Regions from separate parts of the Mus musculus genome. Here regions 1 and 2 are each linked to region 3. A link is a contact called in public Micro-C and promoter capture Hi-C data. All regions are on one chromosome and are shown on one strand. The core of a region is the stretch at or near the end of the contact, and the rest is flanking DNA. Distances in the headings are between cores, read along the strand shown.

Evidence for each region. Promoter capture Hi-C pulls out the DNA fragments that hold promoters and counts their contacts. Hi-C and Micro-C count contacts between places; a contact is called where the count stands out from the background.
Region 1: a promoter capture Hi-C map of pre-B cells shows a contact between it and region 3. The contact joins the promoter of Mybl2 here to the promoter of Dpm1 in region 3.
Region 2: a Micro-C map of the G1E-ER4 cell line shows a contact between it and region 3, with 6 times the contacts expected there. The contact joins the promoter of Gnas here to the promoter of Dpm1 in region 3.

What each region holds. Positions count from the first base shown.
Region 1 is chr2:163,052,249-163,056,248 of GRCm38.p6, reverse strand. Mybl2 (myeloblastosis oncogene-like 2) reads right to left here and starts at 1,614. Exons shown (of 14, transcript NM_008652.2): 1 at 1,401-1,614. The coding sequence starts at 1,420.
Region 2 is chr2:174,296,424-174,300,709 of GRCm38.p6, reverse strand. It overlaps Gnas (GNAS (guanine nucleotide binding protein, alpha stimulating) complex locus), which reads right to left and starts at 2,851. Exons shown (of 12, transcript NM_010309.4): 1 at 493-2,851. The coding sequence starts at 2,848.
Region 3 is chr2:168,228,616-168,232,816 of GRCm38.p6, reverse strand. Dpm1 (dolichol-phosphate (beta-D) mannosyltransferase 1) reads left to right here and starts at 2,438. Exons shown (of 9, transcript NM_010072.4): 1 at 2,438-2,624. The coding sequence starts at 2,464. Mocs3 (molybdenum cofactor synthesis 3) reads right to left here and starts at 2,195. Exons shown (of 1, transcript NM_001160330.1): 1 at 514-2,195. The coding sequence starts at 2,182. The coding sequence ends at 800. Gm20716 (predicted gene 20716) reads left to right here and starts at 2,438. Exons shown (of 12, transcript NR_132310.1): 1 at 2,438-2,624.

The DNA.
Region 1 (4,000 bases), core at 365-2,864, 5.2 Mb after region 3:
AGACATGTGTTGCTGCTACCCGGCATGGTCACACTATTAAACAGATGGGAGTATCCATCAGTCACACACCTTCTTGCGCATTCTCAAGGGCTCCATTTAACAGACGGGAAAAGTGAGGCCGACAACGATTATGTCACACCAAGCTCCACATTTTTACACCCTAACCTCCCTAGGAACCGTAGCATGAAAAGCAGAGGCCAGTGTGCTGTTTAAAGAAAAGTCACACTTTTGTATATACACATACCCTTTCTCTTGCCCTTGTACGTTCTGGGCTATGCTCCAGGGAAAGGTGAGTCAGAGGCCAAGAGGGAAGTGGGCCACTGGGGTACAGGGAGTCACACCATGTGGCAGAGAAAGGCTCGTGAGGATGCAGGGGCACAGAGTCCACACTTCACAAAAGAGACCCTCAGATAAGCCCGGGGCTCTGGGATTAGTACTTCCAGATGCCCTTCCTGGGCACTGAACTGTCCTAGACACCGGGGCATGGGAAGCCACCCTGATCAGCACCCACAGACCAAACCAATACCCAACCCAGCCACGAAGAACTCTGCAAGTAAGCAAGCAGGCATCTCTGTGCCTTATCTTCATCCTAGGCCAGGTTCGGCCATCTGAAGACGGTGGAAAGGCGTTCTGAATTGGAAAGACCCAGAAGGAACACAGCAGAACCCAATTATCCCACGCCTTAGAAAGGCTGGAAAGCCCCGCGATTAGGCCCCAGATACACAGGTGTCCCAAAAGTCCAGACTTGACCCAGCCACCTAACCTCTAGGGAACTAAGAGGGAAACCCAGTTCCTGCCTTTGGCTCAGAGGCTGCTAGCAGAGCAGTCTCGTTGCACACCAATAGTCTTTACTCATCCCCAACTGCCCAAAACTAGCGTGGGACAGGAAGAAGGCTTCTGAAACCAAACCGAACCGGCCGCCGAAACCCCATGAGACAACGAATTCCCCGTCTCGCATCCCGCGGAGGGCCCAGGGGCTTTGTGCTTCCCGGAATGCTAACAAGAAAGGAACGCCAGCAAATTCGAGCCACTCTTGATCGACAAGTGTCTCCCAGGCTTCTGCCTTCCACTCGCTGCGACAAGGGGAGACATTCTCCCTACCCAGTAATGGGCCTCCAGCTGACACCGCGAGCGACAGCCTTCCTTCCCCACCCTGCAATTAGGCGGGAGATGATGGACCTCACCCAGGGCTGGGACCCGGTCTAGAGGGGGAACCCGCGCTTTCAGACTCCCGGGCCCAGGAGGCCCAGGAACCGAGCGAGGGGGTCCCGATAGCCTCTTAACGTGGCGCGCGCCCCTGCATCGGGCGGCGCAGGGTGCATTTCTCCCGGGGATCCCCATCTCACGCTTGCCGACCCAAGGAGAAGGGAGAGGACCCCAGCGCGCCCGCAGCCTCTCACCAGCGCGTCCGCCGAGACATCCCCCCGGCCCGGACCCCGCCGCACCCTTACGCCCGCCGGCCGAGCCCGGAGCGGGAGCCGGGCCGGGGTCAGGACTCAGGCTGCTCGAGCCGCTCCGGGCCCCAGGCGGTGCTCTCAGGCGTCAGCGTGTCTGCAGGTCTGGTCGCACGTTCCCAGGAACTGCAGCTGCCTAGGGAGCGCACAGAACCACTTTCCTATCTCCCGCCAAGTGCGTCGGCGCCGCCCGGCCCTGGCGCGCGAGCGCAGGGGCGGAGCATACGGAAGGGGCGAAGCGTACAAGACACGAGGGGCGGAGCCCGCGCGCCAGAACCCTAGGAGGGGCCTACTGTAGGGGCGGAGCCCAAGCATGGGGAAGAGGGGAGTGGTTTACCGGAGGGCAGAAACCGAATGTGCAAGCGGGCAGATGCTCTGTTAGTTGGCAATCTACTGTGTCCAGATACACCTACCTTAGGGATTCAATGAGGCGCGAGGCCTGGCTCTGTGTGAATCTTAGATAGACCCCGAGCCACACACATAGCAAAGACTGGAAGAACTGAATAGGAGAAACTTCCCGCCCAAATTGTCACTGCTTGGGACGGTCCAAGCCACTATCCCTAGAGCCCCCATGCTCCCTTTGACTGGGTTTGTATCTTTTCCTTTGCAAGCCTCTTGCTTCTTCAGCTGCCTCAGAGAGACCCAGCTCAAAATCCCAACATTTCTCTCACCAAACTTAAACCTCTCTTCTGTCCGGGTTAAATCTTTGTAACTCCATTTAGTAACGGCCTTCCAGATCACCACGCCAAGACACAGAGAGGCGAAATTAAGTCTTGCAGCTTTTGCTTGGGCCGTATTTGGACCAGGAACTCCCCACATCTTCCCCGACTGGGGTCTCCTGCCCATCTGCTTGCATTTGTGCGCATTTCCTCTGCTGAACTGTGAGCATTCTGGGATCCCAGCAGCCTTTCCTAGGAAATGTATTAAGCCCAGGGGGAAGGCTTGTTGGCTTACGTTCAATTTCTGATGGCAAGGGTTGTCTCTTTCAGGTTGTCATTTACTACCTAAAAACTGAGTGTCATCTTACTGGGACTCCCTGAAAGGATAGGAGCCTGGAAGAACCCCAGCCAAATGCCCTTTAGGCTCAGGCCTCAGATCTCTTTCCAAAAACTGCTGGCCCCTTTTAGACAGTACAACTCCGAAAACTTCATTTACTACAGAAGGATGAAGACTTGAAAGCTACAAGTTTTCACCTGGCTTAATTCAAGGCTTCCCCCCACCCCTCTCCCTTCAAAGGAGTTCATGTGGATCGCTGCTCTTCACGGCTAGTGTGCTTTACAGTGAGATCTCCTCGGGGGTGATTCCCAGCCTACCTTTCCCTAGTTCCATTATCTCAAATTATCAAACTTCTCCATGCCTGCTTCCTCACCTACAAAAACAGTTCATAGAAACCTTTGATCTTCATAACAACCCAATGAGTTATATGCTTGTATTACCCGATAGCAGATGGAGAAACTGAGGCACTGACTTCCCCAAACTGTAGTTCTAGAGTTTATAGTAAGGAAAGGGGTAAGGAAAGGGCAAATGGCTTTCCTCCTAGCATCTTTGGCTTGTTTGCAAATTAAATGGATAGGAAATAGATTAACGGGAGGAAACTCAGGTTTAATTACTTGCATATCCATTGGAGTCCTGTAAAATAATGACATCATACAAAGGCTCAGACGTTTGAAGCTTCCTGGGGTACAAAAAGGAATGAGGTCCAAGGACTTCTGTAGGAATGGTGGTGACACAAGCTAACTAGGGATAAGGAAAGGAATTATGTGGCAAACAGGTGGTCTTGTCATGCAGATAAAAGTCTCCCAGTTAAAAGAAAGATATAGGCATCAGCCGGTTCCTAGTACAGAATGCAGGCTAACGCAGATTTCCTTTACAAATGTAAATTTCTTTTACAAAAGGACTGCCTTGCAAAGTTATTTCCTTGTCTATAGTCCCTGCAGAATAACCAGGTCAAAGCATGTTGGAGAAGTGGGAGATTATTTTCTCCTACACTTTATTTTGGGGTACTGTGTACAAACCTTTAACTCTAAGCAATACAAGTACATGAATATGTATAAGGCACATATAAGTATTATATCACTGTTAGGTGGCTTTTGTTGCTGAGGGTAGACCTAGGCCACCCTACATGCCTTACTCAACCCCTGTAGCCTTTCTGCTGGTCCTATGATTATATTCTGCCTTTACCTGTCTTCACACTTGCCCTCTGAAGTCCAAGAAGCTGCTCCGCAGGCTGCACACACACTCCCTCAGATTACCAATCTCCTTGTGAGCAAAAGCAGGGCCTAGAAATTTGCACAAGGTAAGTGCCTGAGGCAAAATGCAGAGAGCAGATGCGGAGTCCACATGGGACCAGAAACTGGAGCCAGTTAAACAGGACACCAGAGCTAGAGGAGCCTGGAGATCAGGGTTGGGGCAGCAAGGTCACTCCAGTGTCACAAGGAATCTGGTGACCTCCACCAGTGTGTCCTCTAGTTATCAGCAAGTCAACACATAACCCCTGGGGAGAGCATTCCTAGAATCCCGGGGCAGTCAAACCTGGGAGTGGTCTC
Region 2 (4,286 bases), core at 1,602-4,101, 6.1 Mb before region 3:
CATGTCATGCACAGGCGAACACAGAAAATGGACACCAACACACACCAACAACAAGCTGTCTGAGTCGAAGCAGCCGTGCCAGGCGAGGCGGGGGCGCGCACCCGGATGGCCCTAGCCCACCGCGGTCACGAACAATCGAGCCGGGGGAGCCCCGAAGGGCCCACCCCAGCAGTTCTGGGCTCACCTCACGCCCCCGCCTGTCCAGCCTACGATCGCTGGCGCTGGCGCTGGCCTCCGGCCGGTAACGACCCTCAGTGTCGCTCGGCACCACTTTTCTCCCTGGAGGGCATATAGTTCGGCCACCCGAACTCTCCAAAAGGCCCCTCTCCCACCCCAGGGCAGAGTTGGGGGTCCCTCCCTGGAACTTCTAACAGGGTTTCCGGACCCCCTCCTCCCGCGGGCAAGGCCCAAGCCCCACCGGAAGGCCCTGCCACCCCCTCCCCGGGCGGCCCGGGCGGCCCTACTGCCCAGGGGCAGAAGCTGCCGCATTACCTAGAAGCAGCAGGCGGTGTGTACACATGTAGTCCATCTTCTCCTCCTCCAGTTGCTTGTCGATGAGCTTGCTGCGTTTCTTATCTGCGCGCTTCTGCTCTCGCATCTCAATGGCTTCTTTGCGCATCTGTTTGCGCCTCTCCTCCATAGGATCCTTGGCCTTCCCGGGGCTGAGGGATCGTGATCGGGTACACTCGGATAGACCGAAGCAGCTTCCGAAGGCTCGGGTGAAGAAGTTGCGGACTGGGTTGCTCCCGACCGTGTGGCTCCGGGGCAGGCCAGGGCGGCGGTTTCGCCGCAGAAGCCACTGGAAGCAGCCGGTGGCCCCTTCTTCCGACTCATCACTGGAGGACTCGATCTCGCAGATGCCAGACGATGCCTCGTACCTGCAGCAGCTTCGGCCCCGCTCGTACTTGTCAGGCCAGGCAGTCGGCCGCGGAGGAGGCCGCGGAGTAGGCGGGTCAGCAACCTGGATCTCGGGGCTGGGGGGTCTAAGATGGGCCCTGCTGGGGGCGGCAGAGGCTGACCGGCCAGCAGCGACTGCGCGGGCAGCAGAGGCTGCCCGGGCGGCAGCTGCTGCGCGGGCAGGAAGGGATGCCCGAGCGGCGGGAGTAGCTGAGAGTGACCTGGCTCCCCAGACCAGTGGACCTGCATAGGCTGCCCTAGCGGCAGCTGCCCTAGCAGAGGCTGACATTGCTGGGGCGCCAGGGACTGCTCCAGCGGCCGGATGGGCTCTAGCAGAGGGGACTGCCCGGGTAGTGGGCTCCTTGGGGGTGATAGGGGCTGCCCGGGCGGCAGGCTCCGCCAGGGTGGCAGAGACTGCCGCGGCTGCGGGCTCCACCTGGGTGACAGGGGCTGCCCCGGAGGCAGACTCGGCCGTGGTGGCAGGGACTGCCTCGGAGGCTGGCTCGGCGGCTGGATCTCTGCTGCCTTCAGACTCGGACTCGGCAGGAGTGGCTGGGGCGACTGGGGCTGCCCCTCCGTCAGGATCGGCGCGGACAGCTGGGGCTTCTTCGAGTTCTTCAGGATCCGACTGGAGATCTGAAGGCGTTCCTGGGGCTGTCCCGTCTTCTCCGGCATCGCTCTGGCTATCTGTGAGCATCGCGGAATCCGTAGGAGCTCCAGCATCAGATCCGGTAGAGACGGCTTGGGCAGCAGGGGCTGGCTTGGCATCCATTGCTTCAGGCTGGGTGGAAGATCCGTCCCCTCTCTCCGGAGAGGGGACTTTTCCTTCCACCGCAGTGGCGGTGGTAGGGCTTCCTTCCATCTCGGCTGCTTCTCGCTCAACTGGGGGTCTCTCTGCGCACTCGCTCTTATCTGGGGCTCCCGAGACTTCGATGGGCGGGCCATCACTTGCGATTGGGGGGCTGTCCATATTGACAGCGGTGTCGTCGTCGACCCCAATGGAGGCTCTGCCAATCTCAAGCAGGGGTCTGGTGATCTCCATCGGGGGGCTGTCGCATGCGAAGTTAGGAGGAGATCTGACAGCCTCGCGGAATGGTCTGTCAATGGCGCCTCGGACCCAGAGGGGAGGCGCGTTCTCGGCGGGAGCGAGGCAGAGCGCACTCGGGACCGCGACTGTCGGGAACTCGCCGCCAATGCCGATTTGTGGGATGACTCGCGGGAGTCCTGGGGGTGGGCTATCGCCCCCGAATTCTTCTCCACCGACCTGAAATGGCACAGATTCTTCAGGGGGAGGGCTGTAGTCTTCTCGGAAGCCAGCGTTTTCAAATCTGATGTTCCCGGGCTCCGCGGGAAGAGCTCTGGGGACCAATGCTTCCGGACCTCCTGGCGCAAGGTCTGGGACTTGCAAGGGAGGCTGGCTATGGTCTCCCTGGGCAGGCTCGTTGAACTCAAATGGCATAGCTTCTTCTGGTGGGGGGGTATAGGCTCCCAGGCCTGGGCTCGCGCCAGTGGGGGTCCCGGGCTCCAAAATCGCTGGGTTGAAGGCTTGGAGGCCTGATGGGGTCCCAGATGGTCCTGGCTGCTCCAGGGTGGGCCAGAAATCTCCCAGGCTGGGCTGTTGTGTCTCGAATGGCATGGCTTCCTCCGGAGGTGGGCTGTAGTCTCCACCCACTCGGACTTCCTCGAAGGCCTGGCAGGGGCTTTGGATGTCAGATTTGGAGTCTTCTGGGGGTCCACTGATCTCACTGCCAGTCTCGTCGGGGACGGGCTCATTGTTAGACGGTTCGGAGTCCGGTTCGGTCGCCATTTCTTCGGCTGGGCCAGCCCCAGCACCGGGGGCAGCTGCCCCTGGGGCTTCCAAAGGTTCTTGCTCGGGCTGCTCCCCGACTTCAGGGGGGATATCGTGTTGTCCTGACATATTATTGCCGTGGAGGCAGTTGAACATGCCCATAACACGGTGGCGACTTTTCAAAATAAATTTGGGGCCCCGTAAGACGGAGCACCCAGCCAAACTAGGGTGAAAAAAAATTTTTTTTTAAAAAATTCAAATTTTTGTTGGAAAGTTCTCCAGCCTCAGTTTCCAAACTTTGTAAGGATAGATAATCAGGGGCTAGAACCCAGGACCATGGCTGAAGTGAGTCATCTCTTGCTGGTGAAGTCTGTCACCTTCCTAGTTACACTTACCCCTTCGGGCTGTGGTCGGCCAACAACTTTAGGAACTTTTCTGTTCTCTCTTCGTACTTTGCTGTACTTTAGCTCCGCCTTCTTGGCATTTAAGAGCGTGCCGATTCGTCTCGAAAATCGTAAATAGAACTCTTTCTCTGCCGCCAGAGGACGCAGGTCTCAGTGCTGAGCCGGCTCCGGGAGCTGGCTCCCGGTGCCGGCTGCTCCCGACTTTGGGTAAGGGGGCTGATGAGCGGAGGCCTTGTAGGGACGTTCGGCTCCGTCCTCTCCTCTCCCGGACTGATTCCGAGTCTCTCTAGCTCGCTTTTTCCCTGGCCAGAGAGCGAGCGAGCTCTCTTGCGTTGCTGGGACACGTGACGCAAGACGTGGGCATTGGTCTGTTAGAGTACAGACGCTGAAAGCCTCCCTCCCCATCTGATTCTTCTCGAGGGGAGGAGGGACTGCAGGAGGGCTTTATCACCCCAGATTACCCCAGTATGCGGTAAATTCCTTATCTAAGGACCCCACACTCAGGCAATTACCCATACTCATCTCCAAGTCAGGAAATGGAGGCTTTAGGATACAAGGAAAGGGGTAGAGGCACACACACACACAAATGCGACAGGTGGTCGTGAGCCCACCGGAAGGGTAGAGACAGGGTGAGGAAGTGCCGAATGTAAACACGCAATTTGTTTCGTAAATGCTCTAGGGTACTTTTCTTTATTTCTTTTTTTTCCTTTTTTTTTCTTTTTTTAATGTTTATGTTTGCTGTTTGTTGGGGATGGCTCCAGCAAATCCCTTCAATGTCCCCCATCCCCATTACACCTCGGAGCTCTCAACAGTGGTATAGTGTGTTGTAGTCAGGGCTTGCTCTGTTTATATGGACGGTGATGCAGTAGAAATAAAGGTCTCAGCAGTGCACTGCAGAAAATCAAGCAAAGCCCCCTTAGGAGTTATTCATGTTTGCCGCTTTCGTGCAAATAGGGGAGGGGGCTTAAGGCTTACCGGAAGACCCCCCACCTAGCTCAGGTCTTGTACTTCTGTCTTCTGGGTAAAGGCAAAAGGAGATTTGGGGTGTAGTTGATGGCCCATTTAGGGTGGTCTCGCAGACTAGAAAACCTGAAATGCACTTAACCCACCGACCAACCGTGCCATGGTGGCAACAGCTGCCGAGACTCGCATCTTCCAGCCACCAGCGCCAGCTGCGGATTCCGTGTTCATTTCCT
Region 3 (4,201 bases), core at 1,189-3,688:
CTGGTATAGCCGAAGGCAGAGACTGGAGCTAAGTACAAGAAAAATGCTAGCAACTTCTGAGGGAAGCTGATGGACACATGTTGCTAAACTGTCAAGACTGCACTCTGAACTCTCAATCGGTTCTACAACAATCAACTTCCAGATAATGAAAATGCTACCCATGTTAAGTATTTTTAAGGGGTATATATAGCCTATCATTTGAAGTAGAATTAAGACTCAATATCTTTTTAAAAACGTTTTTTCTTATATTTTAAAACTTTATGTTTTGACTGCATGCATATCTGTACACCAAGACCCTGCCCGGAGCTGGAGGAGTCGAGGAGACAGCATATGATGTCCATGGAAATGGAGTTGCAGAGCCAACTCATGAATTCTGGGAGTCAAACCAGGATGTCCCGCCCCCATGGGGTAGGGGTGGGGGGTAGCCCGAGTTAAGCCATCTCTGCAACCTCACAAAGAAGACCTTAATTTAAAAATAGGATGAATGTAAGTGATTAATTCAGTTGTAAAAGCTGCATCTTAACTGTTTAATCTCAGTTTAATCTGACCGGGTGGGAAACAAAAAATCCTGTCGTACCAAGTCACATGTTGAAGGTGCTGCACAAGTGCCCAAAAGTAGCTCTCAGAGGCAATGCTATCCTCTTTTCTCAAAAAGCTCCTTGGGGGGGGGGGGGGGGGAGGTCTCCGTTTATTTATTCGGAGACCGTGAATCCAGGCTCTTCCCTACATTATTTTGTAAAGCTCGAATAGATTCTTCAGGTATCACAACCGTCATCCACACGAATCACATGCTGTCCTCTCAGTACTGTGGAAATGTCCCATCAATTTTGGCGGCCCAGGCCATGAGTCCCCCCACGATGTCCTGAACAGTTAAAGAGTCTAACTCCGGCACTGCCGTTAAGGACTGCAGGACCTTCACAGCTTTCTGGGAGTCGTTTCCCAGTTTGCAAATCACATACACCGGGAGAGCAACCCCTTCCTGCGACTCCTGCTTCCCTTTCCGGAGGGCAGCCCCTAAGAGTTTCAGGCTGTCCGCATCCCTGCGTTCCAACTGACTCAAAGGGATGTGGAGAGAGTGCGGCAGGCGACAGATGTCCACCTCTACTTGAGGCCGGACGTCCAGCAACACATGGGGCGCCCCGGAATCCAGAAGCCGCTTGTAGTCGGTCACAGAAATCCGCTCCTCGGGGCACAGCAGCTTCAGGGCGCGGCACTTGTCGGTGGCCGAGGAGCCGCAGAAGGCCTCGTAGTCCTGCAGGCGGGTCACGGTGGGCTGCTGCCCGCACACGACGCAGTCAGGCCGGCGGCGCCGCAGCCGGATCCGGCGGAAGTGGCCCCCGAGGCCGTCGAAGAGCAGCATGCTGCCGCTGTAGGAGGAGCCGAGGCCGGCGGCGATCTTGAGCACCTCGAGGGCCTGCGCGCAGCCTAGCACGCCGGGCACCGCTCCGAGCACGCCGCCGTCTGCACAGTTGGTCACTGTCTCCGGCGGGGGCGGCCGCGGGAACACGCAGCGGTAGCACGGCCCGCCGTCGTGGTGGTAGACGGTCATCTGGCCCTCGAAGCGCAGCGCGCTGGCCGACACTAGCGGCCGGCCGGCCAGCACGCACGCGTCGTTCACCAGGTAGCGCGTGGGCACGTTGTCGCAGCAGTCTGCCACCACGTCGTAGCCGCGGACCAGGTCGAGCGCCCAGTCCTCGGCGAGCGCGCGCGGGTACGCCACGCACTCCACCGCCGAGTTGAGACGGCGCAGCGCCGCGGCCGCCGAGCGAGCCTTGCTCTCGCCGGCCTGCGCCTCCCCGTGCAGGACCTGGCGGGCCAGGTTGCTCGTCTCCACCACGTCGTGGTCCACCAGCCCCAGCCTGCCTACGCCGGCCGCCGCCAGGTACTGCGCCAGCGGGCAGCCCAGCCCGCCGCAGCCCACCACGAGCACCGCCGCCGCCGCCAGGCGCAGCTGCCCGCGCACGCCCAGCTCCGGCAGCAGTAGCTGGCGGCTGTAGCGGAGGATCTCGTCCCGCGACAGCGCGGCCCGGGGCGCCAGCGGCGGCGGCGGGACCCGGAGCGGACGCTCGGGCTCCGGCTCGGCTGTCAGGGCCGCGGCCAGCCTCCGCTTGAGCGAAGCTAGCTCTTCCTCCCGCCGGGTGATTTCAGCCTGTAAGGCAGCTACGTCCTCCGGGGCAGCCATGACAGCCTCTTCCGGAAAGAGCCGGGAAGGGACTTCCGTTTCCGGTTGCCTGTCTCTTAGCGACTGGAAAACGAAGACGCTTCCTGGCCCTTGAAAGTGAAACGAATGGGTTTTTATCCGGGGAAGCCGTCACGATTGGCTTGAAACGGTCACCATATCTGGAAGTTTCCCGGGGACCACACTGGGACGTCGGAGCGCCGAGCCTCCCCCATGCTCCGAGATTTGGTACGGCCCGTGTCGGATGACGTAAGTCCGCTTCCGGCGCCTCTCGCAGAGCCGTCATGGCTTCCACGGGGGCGAGTCGCAGTCTTGCTGCGTCTCCGCGGCCGCCGCAGGGCCGCTCCTCGCGACAGGACAAGTACTCGGTGCTGTTGCCCACCTACAACGAACGGGAGAACCTGCCGCTCATCGTGTGGCTGCTGGTGAAGAGCTTCTCCGAGAGGTAGAAGGGGCTTCTCGCGCGGGGGCCGGGAGCCGGCCGCGGGCTGCAGGTCGGCGGTTGGCTGCGCGAGGAGACCCCCGGAGGCCCGGTCTCCGCTCCCTCCCGAGCCTGCTCGCGGCTTTCCCCAGCGGGGAGAACCGAGGAGCACAGCCCCGCGTCTTTCTCCTTCCTGCTCAGGTCTCTAGCGAGTCCGGTGTCTATCTGTTGACAGATCGCGCTGGCCTGCGTCCCCGGCCTGTTCTCTCTAAAGGGCTAACTTAACTTCTTTTTGACTTCGGGGCGAGGAGGTATGACCTCATACCTCTGGGCGGTCAGGATCCGCCGCCGGAGCCGGGAGTCCCGAGCCAGCGTTCTCCCCATCGCCTTGGGGCCGAGCGCTTACGTAAGCTTGTTGTTTGCGCTGTCAGAGAACTGCTGATGAGCTGGCAGGGAGCGAGCATCTTCGCCGAGTTTGATTAGGAACCCGGGCTTATTTGTGTGTTGTTTTGAAAAACACGGGGCCTTTCGCTTTGTTAGGCAGAGCCCTAGCTCTTAGGAACAAGAATTTTGATAGTGAAAGTGTTACGCATTTAAGAAAAAAAAAAAAAGGTCTCCGAACTAAACAGTAAATAAAATGCCTCCTGATGGCAGTGGCAGGACGGAGTCAGTACTTTACGGCCAGATGAGTGTCATGCTGTGATGATCATGGGCGATCTTTTACTGTCAACCTACAGAACGGGATTTTGCAGGAGTAGGATGGCGTAGCAGTGCGCTGTTTTAGACAGTGCGTCAGAAGAACACAGATTGTTTCCAGAGCTTTTTGTTTGTTGGTTGGCTTTTGCTTCTCAAACGACAATGAGGACGCTGTGCCCATATTTTCTAATAGCAAGAAAAAAATACTTGATCCCAAGCTATGCACTACAAGGGATACGTTTGCAAACGAGTTGTACCAAGTCCGAGGGCAGCTAGGGCTATATTAGCAGCCTCTGTCTCAGAAAAACAAAATACTTGGTACATAGTTCCTCTTTCTAGAAAGCACAACCTTACCGTACTGATTTGTAAAAGCCTTAGTCTGCATGGTTTGATTGGTTGAGGCAAGGTCAAAACTATGTAGCCCTGACTGGCCTGGAATTCAGATGCTGGTCTCTGCCTTCCAGGTGCTGAGATTAAAGGCGTGCACCACCACCACCACCACCCGGTTTAGGATTGCTGTTTTGGTTGCATCTGAATAAAAATCAGTTTCTATATGGTGGCCCTGTGATGTGTGGTGCGAGCATCCTTTTTCTTTATGTTTTATTTTTATTTTTTTAAGATTTATTTATTTTGTGTGAGCACACTGTAGTTCTCTTCAGACACACCAGAAGAGGACACCAGATCCCATTACAAATGGCTGTGAGCCACCATGTGGTTGCTGGGAATTGAACGCAGGACCTCTAGAAGAGCAGTTAGTGCTCTGAGCCATCTCTCCAGCCCAGGTTTTATCTTTAAATTGGCTCTGCCAGATTTTTCCAGATGTTTTAATGAGCTCTAGTTTTATATGCTAGTGTCTCTGCTCTGTTTAATTTATGAGTCCAACACCCCCGTCCCTAACCTTGGCA